Linked DNA regions of Mus musculus: all the other regions are linked to region 1. Evidence: chromatin contacts called from public Hi-C, HiChIP or PLAC-seq and promoter capture Hi-C data. All regions are on one chromosome and are shown on one strand. The core of a region is the stretch at or near the end of the contact, and the rest is flanking DNA. Distances in the headings are between cores, read along the strand shown.

Region 1 (2,593 bases), core at 38-2,537:
GCCATCTCACCAGCCCCGCTGTCTCTGGTTTTAAAGACAGATGGGGCAGAACGATTTTGGAGATAAGTGAGATAAGGAGGTTGATTATTGTGATAACAGTATTCCTTTTCCTCAAGTCATAGAATTTGACTTTTGAGTTGTTTCACTTTATCGGCCAGGCATTTGGTTAGAATTGGCAAGATTGGACGTAACCCCGGCTCTGTGTGTTGATGTGGAAGACTGGAATGCTATCATGCAAAATAAGGAGGTTAATAAGCATCAGCCCCAAATTCCTTGATTCAAAAGGCACGTGCTTCAAGGTCCTCATCACTAAAAAAGGGAGCTCATTGACCTGTTATTTATTTGTTTGCTTGTTTATTTGTTCATTTATTCATTCAATAGCTATAAGTCAGACACTGGAAGGTGGTGGTCATACTAGTCAGCAATATAGAACTGACCCTGTCATTAAAAGGTTACTGGGCTCTGCCCCTACCCCACCACACCCTTTTGCTGGAGAAACAAACTCCCTCTAGTGTGATAGCGCACACCTGTAACCTCAGCAGAGGGGAGGTGGAAGAAGGAGAATCTAGAGTTCAAGTCTAGGATATCTGAAACCCTGCCTCCCGTAAACAAACAACTGGTCTGGGAGCCTTTTACCTCAGCACTTGGGAGGCAGATAGGTGGATCGCTGTGAGTTTGAAGTCTTTCTGATTTATAAAGGTCCAGGCCAGCCAGAGATACATAGTAAAGATCCTGTCTCAAATGAACAAAAACAATATTCAAACCCCAGCTTAATCTCCACTCCTTTTCCTTATCTCCGGAGCCTTGAACGAATCACTTCCTCTCTCAAAATAATTATTTAGTTCAGGGTCTATACAGGCTTAATTATGAAGAATTTTTGGGAAAGAAGGTCTCGCCATAAAGAAGAAATAAAAACAGAAAGAGATTGGATCTCCAGGTCCAATCGTTCTGCCCCTTCTGCCTTTAAAACCACAGACAGCAAGGACCAGAGAGATGGCCCAGTGGTTTAAAGTGCTTGTGGCAACCGGGCGGTGGTGGCGCACGCCTTTAATTCCAGCACTTGGGAGACAGAAGCAGAGGCAGAGAGTTTGACACACTTTGTTTTGTACATATTCCTTCTAGTCTCCCTCCAGCCTCGGCTGTCTATTCCATCCCTAATTGCCATCTTTAGTGGCTGCGTTCTCTTTAAGCCCGCCCCTATCCTGATATCCCTTGGAGGGAAGGGGGCGTGAGGGTTAAGAACGCGTTTTAGCACGGTATAAAACGTTTGTCCCCGTCAGGCCGCCGTCCTGCAGGTCCGCCATATTGTCTGCCGAGGCTACCGCTGAAGCTACCGCTGCGGCCGCCGCCAAGTCCGAGCGAGCGGAGCCGCGATGGGTGAGTGAAGCGGCTCAGGAGATGGGTGTTCGGGCCGAGGTGTCGGGGAGCGGGGTCTGGCGAGGGCCTGTCTCTCGTCCGAAGCAGATGTCGGAAGCATCCAGAGAGGCATGGGAGGAGAAGGCAGATCGGGAGCGCCCCTCGGGCCAGTTTAGGGCTGGCGTAGGGCCGCCCGCACGGGGAGCAGCCCTGGGGGCTTGTTCCGCACTGCTAGCGTCCTGGGCTGTCCCCACGTGGTGGCCTCGGGTCAGAGCTCGCGCTTCCCGGGGTAAGCAGAGCCCTGCCCTCTCGCCCTGCGCCTGCCGTGGATCCGGGGGCCGGGCTCCGGGCTCCAGCAGCAGGCCTGGCCGCGGAGAGCCTGCTTCCTCGGGCTTTTGGACGCCGGGCTTCTGAACCAAGTGAAGTCCTAGCTGCCTACGTAGAGGGTAGAGTCCTCTGGAGAGGAGACCCAGGGCAGGCCAGCTCCGGCCCGGTAACCAAGGGCCGGCCGGGTCCAGCAGAGCTTGGGCCTTTGAAGGCCAGGAAAATGTCCCAGTCGGCGCAGGAATGGGGTGGTTCGGCTAGACTCAGTGACAGCCTTCGCAGTGGTAGAGAGACCAAAGCCAAGACTTCTTGGCACAGACAGGTCAGGGACTTACTGTTTCTGGGCCAACTCTGGTTAGGAGAAAAAGAGAGACCTGTTGATCTTTTTTAAAGAGCATTCCGGATACGAAAGCCGTTGCTCAAAAGAATACGATGATGGTCTTCGAATTCAGAAGTGAAACCAGTATTGGTAATTTGTTGGCATCAGTAAAGTGAAAAACTTTAAATTTGCCAATCTGTACGTGCAGACGTTATTGTCAGTGCTTAACGTGTCTTGTTTAACCTAATTGCAATCTAGTGGGATAGGTGCTGCTGTTATTCCTGTTTTGCAGATGGGGAAACTGAGGCTTAGAGTGGTAAAGTAACTTATCCAAGGTCACGCGGTGATTAAACCAGGGTGATCACTCCAGAGCCCTAGGAATTAACTGGTGCCTTTTATGGGCTGGCCCTCTAGTGGTGGGATGAGAGAGAGGGGGGACAGTTTTAACCCTGCGTAAAGTTGGGAAGTTGTGTTTTGATATGGGTCCAGTTTGAAATCTTTAGTCTGAATGAAAGTGGAAAAGTTTAGAGTGAATTGCTGACCTCCGCCTATTGTAAAGAGTAGTGCATTTCTAAAGTTTGCTATAATCTCTAA
Region 2 (2,593 bases), core at 46-2,545, 990 kb before region 1:
AGCTACAATCCTACCTTCAGAAGTAACTGGCTTTAAAAACTGAACGCCCAAAAGCCCTCATAAATCATCTTAATAATCCCAGTAATTAATGGGGTGAGCAAAATGATCAAGTGTAACGAAGCGTTATCGTAATTTGCACAATGAAAACGAACAATCCTTCAAAGTTATGGTGGGGATAAAGCCTTCTCTGGTCATCTATGTGGGAGTTCCTCGCGATGTGGGAGGGGAGCTCTTGGGAAGAGGGGTGAGCTTCACTGGAGAAAAGTTACTGGAGTGTTCCTCCCTTAACGTGGGAGTGGTACTGACGAGTCAAACAAATGACCCATGTTTACCCACCGCGTTCGTGAGGACCGAAACTGTAGCACTGTGTAGCTATCTACATGTTTGTCCTACTACCTGCTGAAAGCCCCTTGGAGAGGGAAGCACACCAACACAGGGAGGATCAGAGAGGAAGAACACCCCCTCCTCAAGGGGGAGGAAAACACACACAAGCTCTCACAGAAACAAAAGGCCACAAGGAACCCAGGCGCTTAAAAAGCGATCCGAAACTTCCTGATGGTCACCTCTCCATATTTCAAGGCTTGCAAGATCGCCCACTCCCCCACCACCATGGGGGGCTCGCCCGAGGACCGTGGCCCACCGCCCGCTTTCTAAAGCCTTGTATTGTTCCTCCCTCGGCGCTGCCACGGAAGCTCCAGCCAAGTCCAAGGAGCCCGCGGGACCACAGAATCTCCACTCCGCGGCCACAAGAGAGGACCTGGGGCTGCTCAGATCCATCCAAAAAATAAATAAATAAATGCAGGGGAGGAAGGAAAAAAAAAAAAAAAGAAGCCGAGCCGAACGGCAACACCAACCTCTAGGGACTCCCGGCAGGGCCGAACGGAGGCACGGAGCCGCCGGCAGCCGCGGGCGAGCCGGGCCCCGGCCGCGGCCCGCTCCCCACCCCCTCCTCGCGGATAACAATAGGGCCTCGCTGCCGCCTCCCAAACACGTACGAGCGGAGCGAGCGCGGTGCCTCCGCCAGGCCCGGCGGCGTCTCTAAGCCCTTTCTCGCCCCGCCAACCGCTGCCAAACGCCAATACGAGAGGCGCATCGGCTCGCTGGGGGTTCGGAGCACGGTTTGGGGCCACCGGGGCGCGGATACTCACGGGCGGAGCGGTAGGATGAAGATGGATTCCGGCCCCCCGATCTTCGCTCGCCGGCGCTCTCGCTCCCCCTTACCTTTCACTCCGACAACATGGCGGCCCACTGGGGACTGGGCTGACGCGGTGCATCATGGGAGCGGCGCCGGCGCCGGCCCCAGCTCCGGCGGTGGCAGCGGCGTGTGCGGAGCGGGCGGGCGGGCGGGCGGCTCTGGAACAGGTTGCCCGGTTGCCATGCCAACGGCAGGGCCTGTGTGAACTCGGGGAAACTCGCAGGCCACACAACCGCTGTGCCCGCCCGCTGGGGCGAGCGCGCGCCGCCGCCGCGGAGGGAGCGGGGTGGGAGGCACGGGAGCGCGCACGGAGTGCCCGGGCTGCCGTGGGGGGGAGGGGACGCCAACCTGGGGCTGTGCCTGAACCTTGGCACAGCCTGGCCAGTGTCTGGGTTCGAACCCCTTCTAGCCCTCTGGCTCCTGGCCTTTTTGCATCTTTTCCTGCCTCGTTTCCCCAGTGTAACATACAAAAGAAAAGAGCAACAGAACGACCATGCTGATGGAGGGCAGGACCTCAACCTAATTTGCAGGATCTGGAGCGCAATGACAATGGCAGGACCCTTGTTCAAAGGTCATTAGAAATATCAAGATGGAAACTAAGCAAATTAAGCTGAGAACTAGAAGCCAGAGGTGTTTGCAAGCACTCCATTTCAGTTGATTGGTTGGTTGGTTTAAAGATGCATTTGTATGTGATTACACTGTCCTACCTTCAGACATACCAGAAGAGGGTGTCAGATCCCATTACAGATGGTTGTAAGCCACCATGTGGTTGCTGGGAATTGAACTCAGTACCTCTGGAAGAGCAGTCAGTGCTCTTAACCAATGAGCCCTCTCTCCAGCCCTGGTTTGGTTTTTATTGTGACAGGGTCTTTTGTTGTAGCTCTGGCTGGGCTGCTCTCTAACCTACTGAAATCCACCTGTCTCTGCCTTCAAGAACCGTTCAATTTTTTTTTTTTTTTTTTTTTTTTTTTTTAGGTTTTTTAGGCTTTTTAAATTCTTTTTGATTTTTCAAGACAGAGTTTCTCTGTGTAGCCCTGGCTGTTCTGGAACTCCCATTGTAAACCAGGCTGGCCTCAGAACTCACAGAGATATCCCCACCTCTGCCTCCTGAGTATTGGGATTAACAGCCTATGCCACCACCACCTCGCTTTTTTTTTTATTTCTGTTTTTGAGATAGGGTGTCATAGAGCCAGGCTGCCCTCAAACTCACTGTGTAGCTAAGGATTACCTTGACCCCCTGAGCCTACTTCCATACCTTCCTTCTGTTACTACAGACATACCAAATGTAGGACTTCACATATGCCAGGCAACACCCTACCAAACAACTGAGCTACATCCCCCCCCACCAGGTCTCGATATTCAAACTCAAGAACATACTCTATTCAGAAAGCCAGCTTG
Region 3 (2,593 bases), core at 54-2,553, 600 kb before region 1:
GGGTGAGCTACCATAATTACAGAACTCTGCTGCTGCGCCTCACACCCGATCCTGGGGATGACCTGCCAGGATGCCCTCTCACCCAGTGACCTCCTTAGCTAGGAGGTCATGGCTGTACACAGATAGGGAGTGAGGAGTGCTGAACAGAGTGTGTGTGTGTGTGTCTCTGTATGTGTCTCTCTCTGTGTGTATGTGTCTCTTTCTGTGTGTATGTCTATCTGCCTCTGTCTCTGTCTCTCTGTGTGCAGTGCTGAGCAGTGAGTGTGTGTGCCTGTGTGTATCTCTGTCTGTCTGTCTGTCTCTCTTATGTGTATATGTGTGTGTGTGGAGTGCTGAGCAGTGTGTGTGTGTGTGTGTGTGTGTGTGTGTATTTGTCTCTCTCTCTCTGTATATCTATCTGTGTTTCTCTCTCTCTCTCTCTCTCTCTCTCTCTCTCTCTCTCTCTCTCTCGTGTGTGTGTGTGTGTGTGTGTGTGTGTGTGTGTGTGTGTGATCCAAGACAGGTCCAGAGTTTGAAGACAAGGTGGATGGAGAGGAGAGGGTCTAAACAAGTACGAATCTGGGGCCTTAACAGGGATGGGAATGACACAGGCTTTTATTCATGGAGCAGTTGCTGTGTGTTCTAACAGCCCCATGAGGTTAGCACCTTTAGTTTCAATAGGGGAAACTGAGACTCAGAGAAGCAAAGTAGCCTCCCTTATCCTCCCTCTGTCTGTCCTTCTCTTCTTTCTTTCCGTAGGCAGGATCCCATGTAACCCAGGCTGACCTAGATCTGGCTATGCAGCCAAAGATAATTTTGAATTTGTGATTCCTGCCTCCTGAGTGCTGGGTTACAGGCGAGAGCCACCATGCCCAGTTTTATGTGGATCAAACCTAGGACTTCATGAATTCTCTGGAAACACTCTACCGACTCAGCTACATTACCATCCCCCCACCCCCTTGCCTAGTAATTTACCATTGAGCACCCATAGATTGGGCCGAGGTTTTCCGCCAAGATCCAAGGGCATCAGGGAAGACCACCTCTTACTTCCTCTAACAATGACAGTATTTGGGGTCGGTCACACAATGGCTCCTATGAAGTTCAAATCCAGATGTATTTCCAAATCCTCGCTTTGGTTCAGCAGACAATCCTAGCTCAGAGTTGAGTTGGGCTGTGCCCCTGTCGTTGCTGGACTTTCCCCATCTCAACCTCTTTAGGAAATGTCTGGCGCCAGTACCTGTCCCAGGTGAGTCCTAGGAGGCCCCGAGCGTCGCCGGAAAGTGACGAGCGGCTTCGGCAGGTGGGGCGGGGCTGGGGCGGGGATGGGTTTGGGGTGGGGCCAGCCAAGCGCCTGGAGTCCCACCGGATCCGGGATCCGAGGCCGGTGCCCCGAGCCCCGCGCCCCTCACCGCCATGGGGGCCTGTCTCGGGGCCTGCTCCCTGCTCAGCTGCGTGAGTGCCCACCTCGTCCCTGCCGCGGCCCCGCTCACTTTTTCTCTACCTTCTTCCTCCAAGTACTTTCTTCTTTTTGCTTCCTCCAAACTTGCCTTTCAGAGGCCCCACCGATGCCCTTCTTATCCTCATCCCCCAGCTGCTCCGCTTCGGCCGCGGTGCGCTGGACAGCTGGTGTCGCGGCTCGGGTGACCGCGGGGGAGGGGTGGGGCGCGGCCGGGCGCCTTTGGCGCCGTCACTCCGAGAACCGGGATACTGAGGCCGGCAGCGGGTGCGGGGAGCCCCGCGGCCATTGCGCGCTCCCCAGCTCAGAGCACCCCCAGGTTGCGTGGCGCGTCTCTCTCCAGGGCGCGGGACTCTTTGTGTAACTGGTAGGGTCCCGGCCCCGCTGAGCTTACTGTCTTTCTGGCAGAGCGTCTGTCATTCTGTCTGCCCCTGTCGCCTGGCTTAGTCTGTTCTTTTGTGTTTGTCCCGTTCACTTCTCTAGGATTCGGGCACTGTCTGTCTGTCTGAACGTCGTCGTAACCAGCTCCGTCTGCATCCTCTTTCGGCGCGCAGTCTGGCCCGCTCACTCTAGGGCACCCCCCCTGCAAGCGCTGGACCCTTTCCCTCCAGCTCGAGCTGGAAAGGAGATGGGGGTTGGGTAAGAAGGGTGGGCAGGAGCCCCCCCCCCCCCATCCCGCTCTTGAGCGAGGTTGGTGTCGGTTGTCACTGACTACCTGTGCCAAACTTTGGATTTGGAAAGATCCAGAAATTGAGGGAGGTTGCGTGTGTCCACCTGGTCGCCACTGTTGGGGACCAGGCGGGAGGCCAGCTCTGTTTTGGGGCAGCAACCAGCACAGGGGAGGGGACCCGGCCGGCCATAACCGGCCGGGAGGCCCCCACTTCCCCAGCCCCCTTTCTTTTCCTTCTTCCCCTCATTAAATCTGAGGCTCTTTCAGACAGCTCCCTCCCCTTCTGGCCCCACACAAAGAGGGGCGGAGAGGGCTCCCGCGGCTGGCTGCTGTAGGAAGGTTCGTTCAGGACTTGCATCCTTTGTCCCTGATTTGTGTGCGTGTTAGGAGCGGGTGCCCAGGAGAGAGCTGCGCATCTAGAGGTTTTCTTTGTAGCCATTTTCTGAGAGTGAGCTCAGTCTGGGGAGGCAGTGGCGTGGGTCCCTGGA
Region 4 (2,593 bases), core at 70-2,569, 580 kb before region 1:
GCTTCTATAGTCTTGCCCAGGACACAACCATCTCCTAGGTACCACCAGGGTTTCGGGGAGTATAGGGATTCAAATAGACACCCTGAAAACAGAGCAGGAAGCGTTGGGCTGAGAGGACATTTGCTGAGGTACACAAGGCCATGGAAGAGGAGCTCAAGGGCAAGTACAAACTGGAGTGCAGACAGCATGCGGGGTCAGAGGAAATCAAGGAGATAGGTGTGGGCGGGATGGTACAGTCTCCCTCAGGGGATGTGGGGAGACTAGACAGAGGGGAACTACTGGGGTACTGAGCTGGCAGAAGGCCTAAAGCTGTGAGCTGATGCTGGGATGTTCCCCATGACTACAGCTGAGTGGTAGAGTCACATAGTATTTTAGACAGATTTCCCTGGGTGAGGTGGGGCGCATAAAGGCTGGACTTCGTGAAGCTGAGGAAGGCTCTCACTAGGGATGGGTCTGGAGGATGTGCTTGCCCCGCCCCCTGCCCCCCCAACCCCCGCCCCCCGAGATCCTCTGAGTGAGGTTGTCAGAGCACCATGCATTGCTATTCTTTCCTTGTTTCTCCTTCAGGAGAAAAGAAATGCCCAGGGTGTCCTCGTGGCCTGTGTATTTGTAGAGGTGGTTGATTTGCCAGATGTGGTGGTGCACAGCTTTAATCTCACCACTTGTCCGGGAGGCAGAGGTAGGTTTATAAACTGAGTTCCAGGACAGCCAGGGTTACACAGAGAAACCCAAAACAAAAACAAAAAGAAAACAAAAAAACAAAAAAACAAAAAACCTTCCCTCAACAACACCCCCCAAAAAAAGAAAAAGTGGTTGTGGTTGTAAGCTTGTTACAGTCTCAGATCATTCAGTCAGCAATGCACTCACCACGTGCCAGGGGCTGGGCCGGGCCTTGCTGGTGGTATGGGGGAGGGGCAGAGCAAAGAGCCACTATTCTAAGTAGGTGAAGGACTTTCCCCTTGTCTCCTTGGTGTCACACTCATTAGCCTAGAGGTAGGGTTGTCACCACCCACCAGGGCAGGGAACCTGTTTAGCTGTCCCCTCTCCCGCTACCCAGTGACCTGACTTCCACCCACAGGGAACCTGTTTAGCTGTCCCCTCTCCTGCTACCCAGTGACCTGACTTTCACCCACCCTCCCATCTGTTCCTGGCTCCTCAGTTCTTCCTTCCCACCACACATACCCTCTCTTCCTCGTAGACCTGTCACTATCCCTTTCTGGTCACTTCCCCTCTTTGGGAAGAGAAGCTCTGTTGCCTGCAAGCCCCTGATAGGGTGTGCTTCCTTACTGCACTGGGACTGAGAAAAGAGCTGTCCTTGAGTCTGAGGAACTACAACGTCCTGTCCCCAGGCCACTGTCCTTCAGCCCCACCTGCAGTTTAGGTTGCAGAGTGACAAGGGGGTTGGGGGGCAGGGTGAATGCAAAGCTGGTCGATGACATCTGAAACAGACAGTGCTTGGAGTGCTCTGGGCTTGGCTAGTTCTGTCTGCCTTGATGTGTCATTGTGTGTTATTACCCTCTCGGGACCTCACCTGGATTTTTCATGACCGCGGCCACAGTAGCTTTCTTGTAAGCCATAAAGTGCTTTGCACTCAGTACTTACACAGCAGACAGTCTCGGCCCTTGTGGTAGTTTGAATATGCTCAGCCCAGGAAGTGGCACTATTAGGAGGTGTGGCCTTGTTGGAGGAGGTGTGGCCTTGTTGGGGTGGGTGTGGCCTTATTGGAGGAAGTGTATCATTGTGGGGGTGGGCAATGAGGCCCCCCTCCTAGCTGTCCAATAATGGACTGAACCTCTGAAAACGTAAGCCAGCCCCAATTAAATGTTTTTCTTTATGAGTTGCCTTGGCCGTGGTGTGTCTTCACAGCAATGGAAACCCTAACTGTATCAGCCCCTTCTCCCTTTGCTGCCTGGCCACTTTGCAGCCTCTCTGAGCTAATCGGATATAGGAGAAAATGCTGACTGTGTTTGCCTTTCTGTTATAAGGTCCTGCTCTGCCTTTTAACTCAAAGCAGTGTGTGGAGCTACAGCAACCTTCTTGGGATGATTAGAACAACAAACCCGTGGATGGAAATCTGCCTAGGAGACATGGAAGAGTTTGGGTCCCTGATGTCTGTGGGAGCTCTGCTATGCCTGGTCCGGATGTCACTGAGATGGGGAAAGCCAACCCCAGTATATCTGAGTCCCATTACTGTGCCTAATGGGACAGCAGTGCAGCTGAATGCGTGGCTAACTGTCTTAGTTACTGTTCTGCTGCTGTGAGGAGACAGCATGGCCAAGGCTTACAAAAGAAAGCATCTAGCCGAGGGTTTGTATAGGTTTAGAAGGTTCCGGAGTTTGGGGGGATCACGGCAGGAAGCAGGCAGGTGTGGCACTGGAGCAGAAGCTGAGAGCTTTACTTTCTGACCCTCGAGCAGCAGCTGAAGAGAAGATAGACAAACAGACAGACAGACAGAGACAGAGAGACAGACAGACACATACACACAGAGACAGACACACAGACACACAGAGACAGACAGACAGAGAGAGAGAGAGACAGAGACACACAGAGACAGAGACAGGCAGACAGACAGGCAAAGAGACACACACACAGA
Region 5 (2,593 bases), core at 66-2,565, 540 kb after region 1:
ATAGCCTCATGTTGTCAAGTGAGTGACCTTGAGGGAAGGAGACAGACCCTGAGATGAAGAGCCAGGAGGGGCTGAGCCCTGGCATGGAGCTGAGGGGCAACCTCACATGGTAAGCTGGGCAGAGGGCGCCTAAGGGGAAGGGTCTATGTGAGCCTCTCCATACTCTGTGGGTCCTCACGTGCGAGGAATAGAGGAAGTTAGAGAAGAGGGGACATTCAGAACAGGGTCCCTTGGTGGAGAGACACCAAGATAGCGCAAGGCCTTCTGGGTGAAGGAAGATGGTGAATGGGGAAAACGTCAGAGATAAGTGGGAGAGCAGTAGAGGAGCAGGGCAGAAAGGACCTTCCAGGAGAGGGGAGTAGAGTCACACGGGGTTATATCATGCAAGAGGGCAGGGGCTGTGATTAGAAGCCCTGGCCCTGAGCAGTAGCCCCATACCCCTCAGACAAGTGGACTCAAGGCTTCAGGATTATGCCAGACATTCAGATGGAAAGGGACAGAAGGACACAGACAGGTGGCTGAGGTCACAGAACCAGAGAGCAGACAAGTGGAACATTGGAGACAGGCAAGGAGACAGAAGCAGGGCGAGAAAGAGAGGGAGGCAGCAACAGCTGCCAGGAGGGACAGGATTGGGGTGATCTAGGGAGGCAGAGCCCCATGGGGTGGGCCAGACACTAACTGCAGCAGGGTTTGCGCCCCCCGCCCCCGCCCACGGTCCCCGCAAACACCCTTCAACCTCAGGTTACAGTTCTCTTCATAGTCGTTCCTGCGCAGCTAGCTGCCTATGGGTCCCTGAGAGATCTTTGGGGATACAGAGGGAGGCCCAAGGTGGGGCACTAGTGTCCTCAGCTGCTCTCAGGGCCAGAAAAGGTGGCTGAGGCAAAGACTCAGGGTTAGGGGATGACCTGAAGGGACCAGGAGCCGCAAGAGCTTTAAAAACTCAGGGCTGAGGTGACTGGCAGAGGTTTGGAAGCTGAAGGACGGGTTTAGGGGTCAAGAAGGTTCGGAGGCGCTAGGGTCAGGTTAGGAGAGTAGGGACCAGGTGACACAGGAGGTCCTCAGGGAGCAGGAAGGGAACCGAGGACTTCCCGGTGGCGGCGTGGGAGGGGAAGCTGTTCCCTCCCTCGTCCCCCTCCCCAGGCCCCCTTACCCGCCTGCACCAGCGCGAAGCAGACGCAGCCTAGCCACAGGCGGAGCGCGGCGCGGGGCGGCCAGGCGCACGGCCCTGGGGGCATGGCGACTCCTGGGCCCGGTGACCGCTCGCACTCACGCTCCAGCCCGCGGCCCTCCCGGCCCGGCCGCCCCGCGCCGCCCCGCGCCGCCTGCATATCGGCTCCGCGGACAGCGACTCCCGCGCGGCGGCGGCGGTGGTGGCGGCGGCGGTGGTGGCGGCGGCGGCGGCAGCGGCCGCGTCCACGTCGGGCGCCTGGGGGGCGGGGCGCCCCCGCTGCGGGGAGAGGGCGGGGGCGGGGTGAGGACCGAGGGCGCCCCCACTCCTGTCCCCGCTCTTCACTCTGTGGGCTCCCGGGAAGCCAGGGGCTTTGGGGACCCCGCGGCTCACGCTCTCTGACCGATGCAGGACCCGTAGCACCGTGCCGCGGTCAGTCCCAGCCTTAACCCTGACCTGGCCCCGGTCCCGCTCTTCCTTAGGGAAGAGGGAGGGCAAGTGCTTGGGAGATGCCCATCTGTACCCCATCTCTCACTCCAGCCCACACCCCAGGCACACACACACACACACACACACACACACGAGCTGTAGAGTGTAAGGGGGGTACAGACTCGGTACTCTGGGGAATGTGTGTACTGGGGCCGAAGAGGCTCTCCTCTGACTCCCTGGAGGTCTAGCTGAGACCTCAGACCAGTCCTTTCTTTTTCTTGTGCCTATTTTTAATCCCCTCGAGAGCACTGCGAATATCTGTCAGGCGCAGACACTCTGTAGGCCTTGGCTGGGTTTGGGACTTGGTTCTCTCTGCAGCCCCTTCAGGTCCACTCTGCTGCGGGGCGTCTCATGTAGGTGGATACTGCAGTTTGGTAACTTGTTTTGTCCAAGGACCCACCACGGGCAGGATTTGAATCCAAGGTGGGCTCAACTTCACACACTCCTCACCCAGAGTGACTTCAACACTCCAGCATCTAGAATCTCTCTCTCTCTCTAAAACTGGCACATTCTAGATTATTAAAAGAACAATCTGGAACCGTGTTTCTCCAAGATCAGAGGGCTGTGGTTTCTGGACGCTCTCGGGACCACTATATCCATTCTGACCTGACTGAGCAGTGATTTAGCTAATGGCTCTAAAGTGGTAGGGGCTGGAAGATGTGGCAGATAGCTCCAGCTAATTAGCACACGTTGATAACCCTTTTTTTCCATCACCTTGGGAACAGCCAGGTGCCAGCCTGTCCTCACACACCCTTCTGGCTACTCCTTTGATGGCCTTAGAGGCAGAGAGGAGCCTCCACCCCACATTTACTGTCCTGCCCTAAGGAGAATCCCTATAGGACAGCAGAAGGCTCCCCAGCCTCAGCCTCTTACTTTCTTGGGCTGGAGTCGCAGTCAGAGAGCCAAGGTTAAGGAGTGAGGTTAGACCAGAGAGGC
Region 6 (2,593 bases), core at 36-2,535, 530 kb before region 1:
TTCAAGCCGGGCATGGTGGTGCAAGCCTTTAATCCCAGCAAAGGCAGAGGCAGGCGGATTTCTGAGTTCGAGGCCAGCCTGGTCTACAAAGTGAGTTCCAGGACAGCCAGGGCTATACAAGAGAAACCCTATCTCGAAAAACAAAACAAAACAACAACAACAACAACAAAATCGGACTTCAAGGTTTAGGGCCAGGGCTGCCCTTTCATGGCTAGGGTGGGGAATGGGGGTTGGGTGGGTGGAAATCAAGGCTCTGCTTCAACAAGTTTGGAGGGCCCTACACCCTACAAGAACCAGTTTCTAAGGAGAGGTCAAGATGAGAGAACGAGAGGGGACAATATTGGGTGGCCTCCACAGTTCTGGGTCAAGGACATCAGCAGTAGAAAAAGAAGAAAAGGATGCTCGGCTGTATCCAAGGCTGCTGATGAAAGAAACGAGATGAGGTGAGGGAAAAAACAAGATGAGGCGGAGGCCACTGATGGGCTTCTGGGGTCCAAGGAGTGTGAGGGAGCCCAGCACGGACAGCTCCTCAGGGAGATGTACTGTAGCAGAAACGGAAGGGAAGGCTGCAGGAAGACGGGGACCAAAGGAAGAGGGAGGGTTCATTTTAGGGTGAGAAATCATGCTCTGAATTCCAAGAGCAAAATCCGTCAAGGAAGAGAAAGAAGGCTTAGAAGCCAGGCGGGAAGCGGGTTAGCCCTCAAGCCAAGCAGGGCAGGGTGGAGGGCGAGTGATGCATCGAAGCCTGTGTAGAGCACTGGAGCCAGCAGGCTGAATTTTCCTCAGATTCGCTTCCCAGTGATTCAAGTACCAAGGCCATCACGAAGAGAAGAGGGCAGGAGGAGCTTCTTGTTCCCAGAAGGGAGCAGGCACACAGCCAGAACAAGGCTGGGAGAGGATTCGCCTGCGCACCGCTGCGGGTTGTGCAAGGACAGCTGGAGTCAGAGAGCTGTCGGTTTGTCCTCATCCGTGTCCTGCCGTGGGCACAGGTACAGAGTGGGTGGAGGTTGATGGAGGTACAAAGACTGGGAGATGCCTGACACTTGAGGTGGCCCGGGATCTCTGCAGATCCCGACTCCACCCACGACCCCGGAAGTCCTCGGGACTTTTTCCTACCCACATGTAGAAGCAGCTTTCCCTGGGTCCCCTCGCCAGTACGAAAGCCAGGGATTAAAGTCTACCGTCCTCGGTGGGTCCCACTCTTCAGCGAGGTCTGAGCACAGCAAACATGGCTCAGGATCAACCCAGGTGCTAGGTGCCCTGCTTAGTCTATGCTTCAGCCACGGTGCCTTTCTACCACCTACTGGCCGTGATCGGCATTGCGCCTGGGTTGAGCTCCCATTGGGTTTCTGAACTCCAGTTATCAAAGGCCAAATGAGTCTCCACCACCACCATCCCCGCCTCTCACCCGTCCCCGCCCCTTTAAACCTTCGTTTATTTTGTATGTGTGTGAGTGTGTTTCCAGGGGACACACTCTTGCCACGATGACCACGTGGCAACCAAAGGATAACTTCCAAGAGTTGGTTCCCTTCTCTTCCAACCTTTGTGGAGTTGTGGGGATCGAAATCCTGAAACCAGAATTGGTGGCAAGACACGTTGATCCATTGCAGCACCACCCCCCTTTCCTCTTTTTCTTTTGCAACCCCACCCCACACCTTCTGAGGCGCTAATAGTCTAGAGAGACGATTCTCAGTAGTCATTTGTCCTTGCCTACTTCATTCATTCATAATGCTTACTGAGCACTTACTCTTTGCCACATTGCCGTGGGCCCCAGGGTTAGTCAGGAAGGGAACAAGAGAGATCACAGCTCTTTTGCAAGGGCATCCTTGTGGGAGTGGAGGGAGACAGGAAGTAGATAAGGAGATAAACTAGAGAATGATAGAACGTGCTGGATGACGAAGGGAATTCAGGGAGTGCCCGAGAAGGTGACGCACAGATGGAATCAGAGGATACAGAAGACAGCTCATAGGCTGGGGAGGAGGCTGGCCCAGAAGCACTGACCAGAGAGGCTGACAGGTCTGGGCTGACCTAGGAGGTCAAAGAGGAGACGTGGAACTCATTAGCCTCCTGCCTCAGTCTCCTGACTGTTGGGGTTACCGGCATATACACGGCATCCACACAGCAATGGGAGCTTTGTAAAAAGAGGGAAATACCTGAAATTCTTATATAACTTCCCCCAAAGTTAGACGCTATTGTTGTCGTCAAACATCTTAGTTGCTTAAAGCTGATCTTCATTCAGACCCACTGGATCATCTCTGGGAGGTGAGACCAGGAGTCTGCGTGTTTAATAAGTAGTCTGGAAGGTTCTCCTTAAAACAAAATCCAAGGACTGGACAGGTGACTCAGCAGTTAAGACCCTATGTTGCTCTTGCAGGGACCTGAATTCAGATCCCAGAGCCCACATCAGGTGACTTACAAGTCTCCCTATAACTTCTACTCCAGGAACATCCTATTCTGACCTCTGCTGGCATCCCTATGCAGGTAGTACACACACACACACACACACACACACACACACACTCATACACATAAATAAAAAATCAAGCTTTAAAAAGTAAAATACTTAAACTCTACAGTGAAATTTAAAAATTTT

Evidence for each region. Hi-C and Micro-C count contacts between places; a contact is called where the count stands out from the background. HiChIP or PLAC-seq counts read pairs in DNA pulled down with a chosen protein or histone mark. Capture Hi-C pulls out chosen DNA fragments and counts their contacts.
Region 2: a contact with region 1 is called in an H3K27ac HiChIP or PLAC-seq map of embryonic stem cells, with 4 times the contacts expected there. The contact joins the promoter of Pum1 here to the promoter of Kpna6 in region 1. A contact is called at or near these places in 3 of 115 datasets of contacts at active chromatin or transcription factors (embryonic stem cells and extraembryonic endoderm stem cells).
Region 3: a contact with region 1 is called in a Hi-C map of erythroblasts, with 5 times the contacts expected there. The contact joins the promoter of Serinc2 here to the promoter of Kpna6 in region 1. A contact is called at or near these places in 2 of 39 promoter capture datasets (cranial neural crest and hippocampal neurons), 1 of 484 Hi-C or Micro-C datasets (erythroblasts), 3 of 115 datasets of contacts at active chromatin or transcription factors (embryonic hindbrain and embryonic stem cells) and 1 of 9 other capture datasets (embryonic stem cells).
Region 4: a contact with region 1 is called in a Hi-C map of embryonic stem cells, with 5 times the contacts expected there. The contact joins the enhancer-like site here to the promoter of Kpna6 in region 1. A contact is called at or near these places in 1 of 484 Hi-C or Micro-C datasets (embryonic stem cells) and 4 of 115 datasets of contacts at active chromatin or transcription factors (embryonic hindbrain, embryonic stem cells, forebrain and 1 more).
Region 5: a contact with region 1 is called in a promoter capture Hi-C map of liver. The contact joins the promoter of Fndc5 here to the promoter of Kpna6 in region 1. A contact is called at or near these places in 1 of 115 datasets of contacts at active chromatin or transcription factors (microglia) and 2 of 9 other capture datasets (adipose tissue and liver).
Region 6: a contact with region 1 is called in an H3K4me3 HiChIP or PLAC-seq map of forebrain, with 3 times the contacts expected there. The contact joins the enhancer-like site here to the promoter of Kpna6 in region 1. A contact is called at or near these places in 1 of 39 promoter capture datasets (cranial neural crest) and 4 of 115 datasets of contacts at active chromatin or transcription factors (the NIH/3T3 cell line, embryonic midbrain, forebrain and 1 more).

Annotation. Positions count from the first base shown.
Region 1 is chr4:129,671,461-129,674,053 of GRCm38.p6, reverse strand. Kpna6 (karyopherin (importin) alpha 6) reads left to right here and starts at 1,287. Exons shown (of 14, transcript NM_008468.4): 1 at 1,287-1,377. The coding sequence starts at 1,374.
Region 2 is chr4:130,662,023-130,664,615 of GRCm38.p6, reverse strand. It overlaps Pum1 (pumilio RNA-binding family member 1), which reads right to left and starts at 1,295. Exons shown (of 22, transcript NM_030722.3): 1 at 1,149-1,295.
Region 3 is chr4:130,274,296-130,276,888 of GRCm38.p6, reverse strand. It overlaps Serinc2 (serine incorporator 2), which reads left to right and starts at 1,303. Exons shown (of 10, transcript NM_172702.3): 1 at 1,303-1,431. The coding sequence starts at 1,393. Gm34957 (a long non-coding RNA gene) reads right to left here. Exons shown (of 2, transcript XR_376686.3): 1 at 955-2,593.
Region 4 is chr4:130,250,302-130,252,894 of GRCm38.p6, reverse strand. No RefSeq gene overlaps it. Among named protein-coding and RNA genes, the nearest start is that of Gm46724, 15 kb to the right of the region's middle. Within about 2 kb of position 1,319, at least 37 of the 459 cell types and tissues checked have an H3K27ac peak or open chromatin away from gene starts, as enhancers often do. A contact at or near this core is called in embryonic stem cells, where this site is marked.
Region 5 is chr4:129,135,721-129,138,313 of GRCm38.p6, reverse strand. Fndc5 (fibronectin type III domain containing 5) reads right to left here and starts at 1,315. Exons shown (of 6, transcript NM_027402.4): 1 at 1,151-1,315. The coding sequence starts at 1,235.
Region 6 is chr4:130,197,798-130,200,390 of GRCm38.p6, reverse strand. No RefSeq gene overlaps it. Among named protein-coding and RNA genes, the nearest start is that of Ldc1, 23 kb to the left of the region's middle. Within about 2 kb of position 1,285, at least 54 of the 459 cell types and tissues checked have an H3K27ac peak or open chromatin away from gene starts, as enhancers often do. A contact at or near this core is called in forebrain, where this site is marked.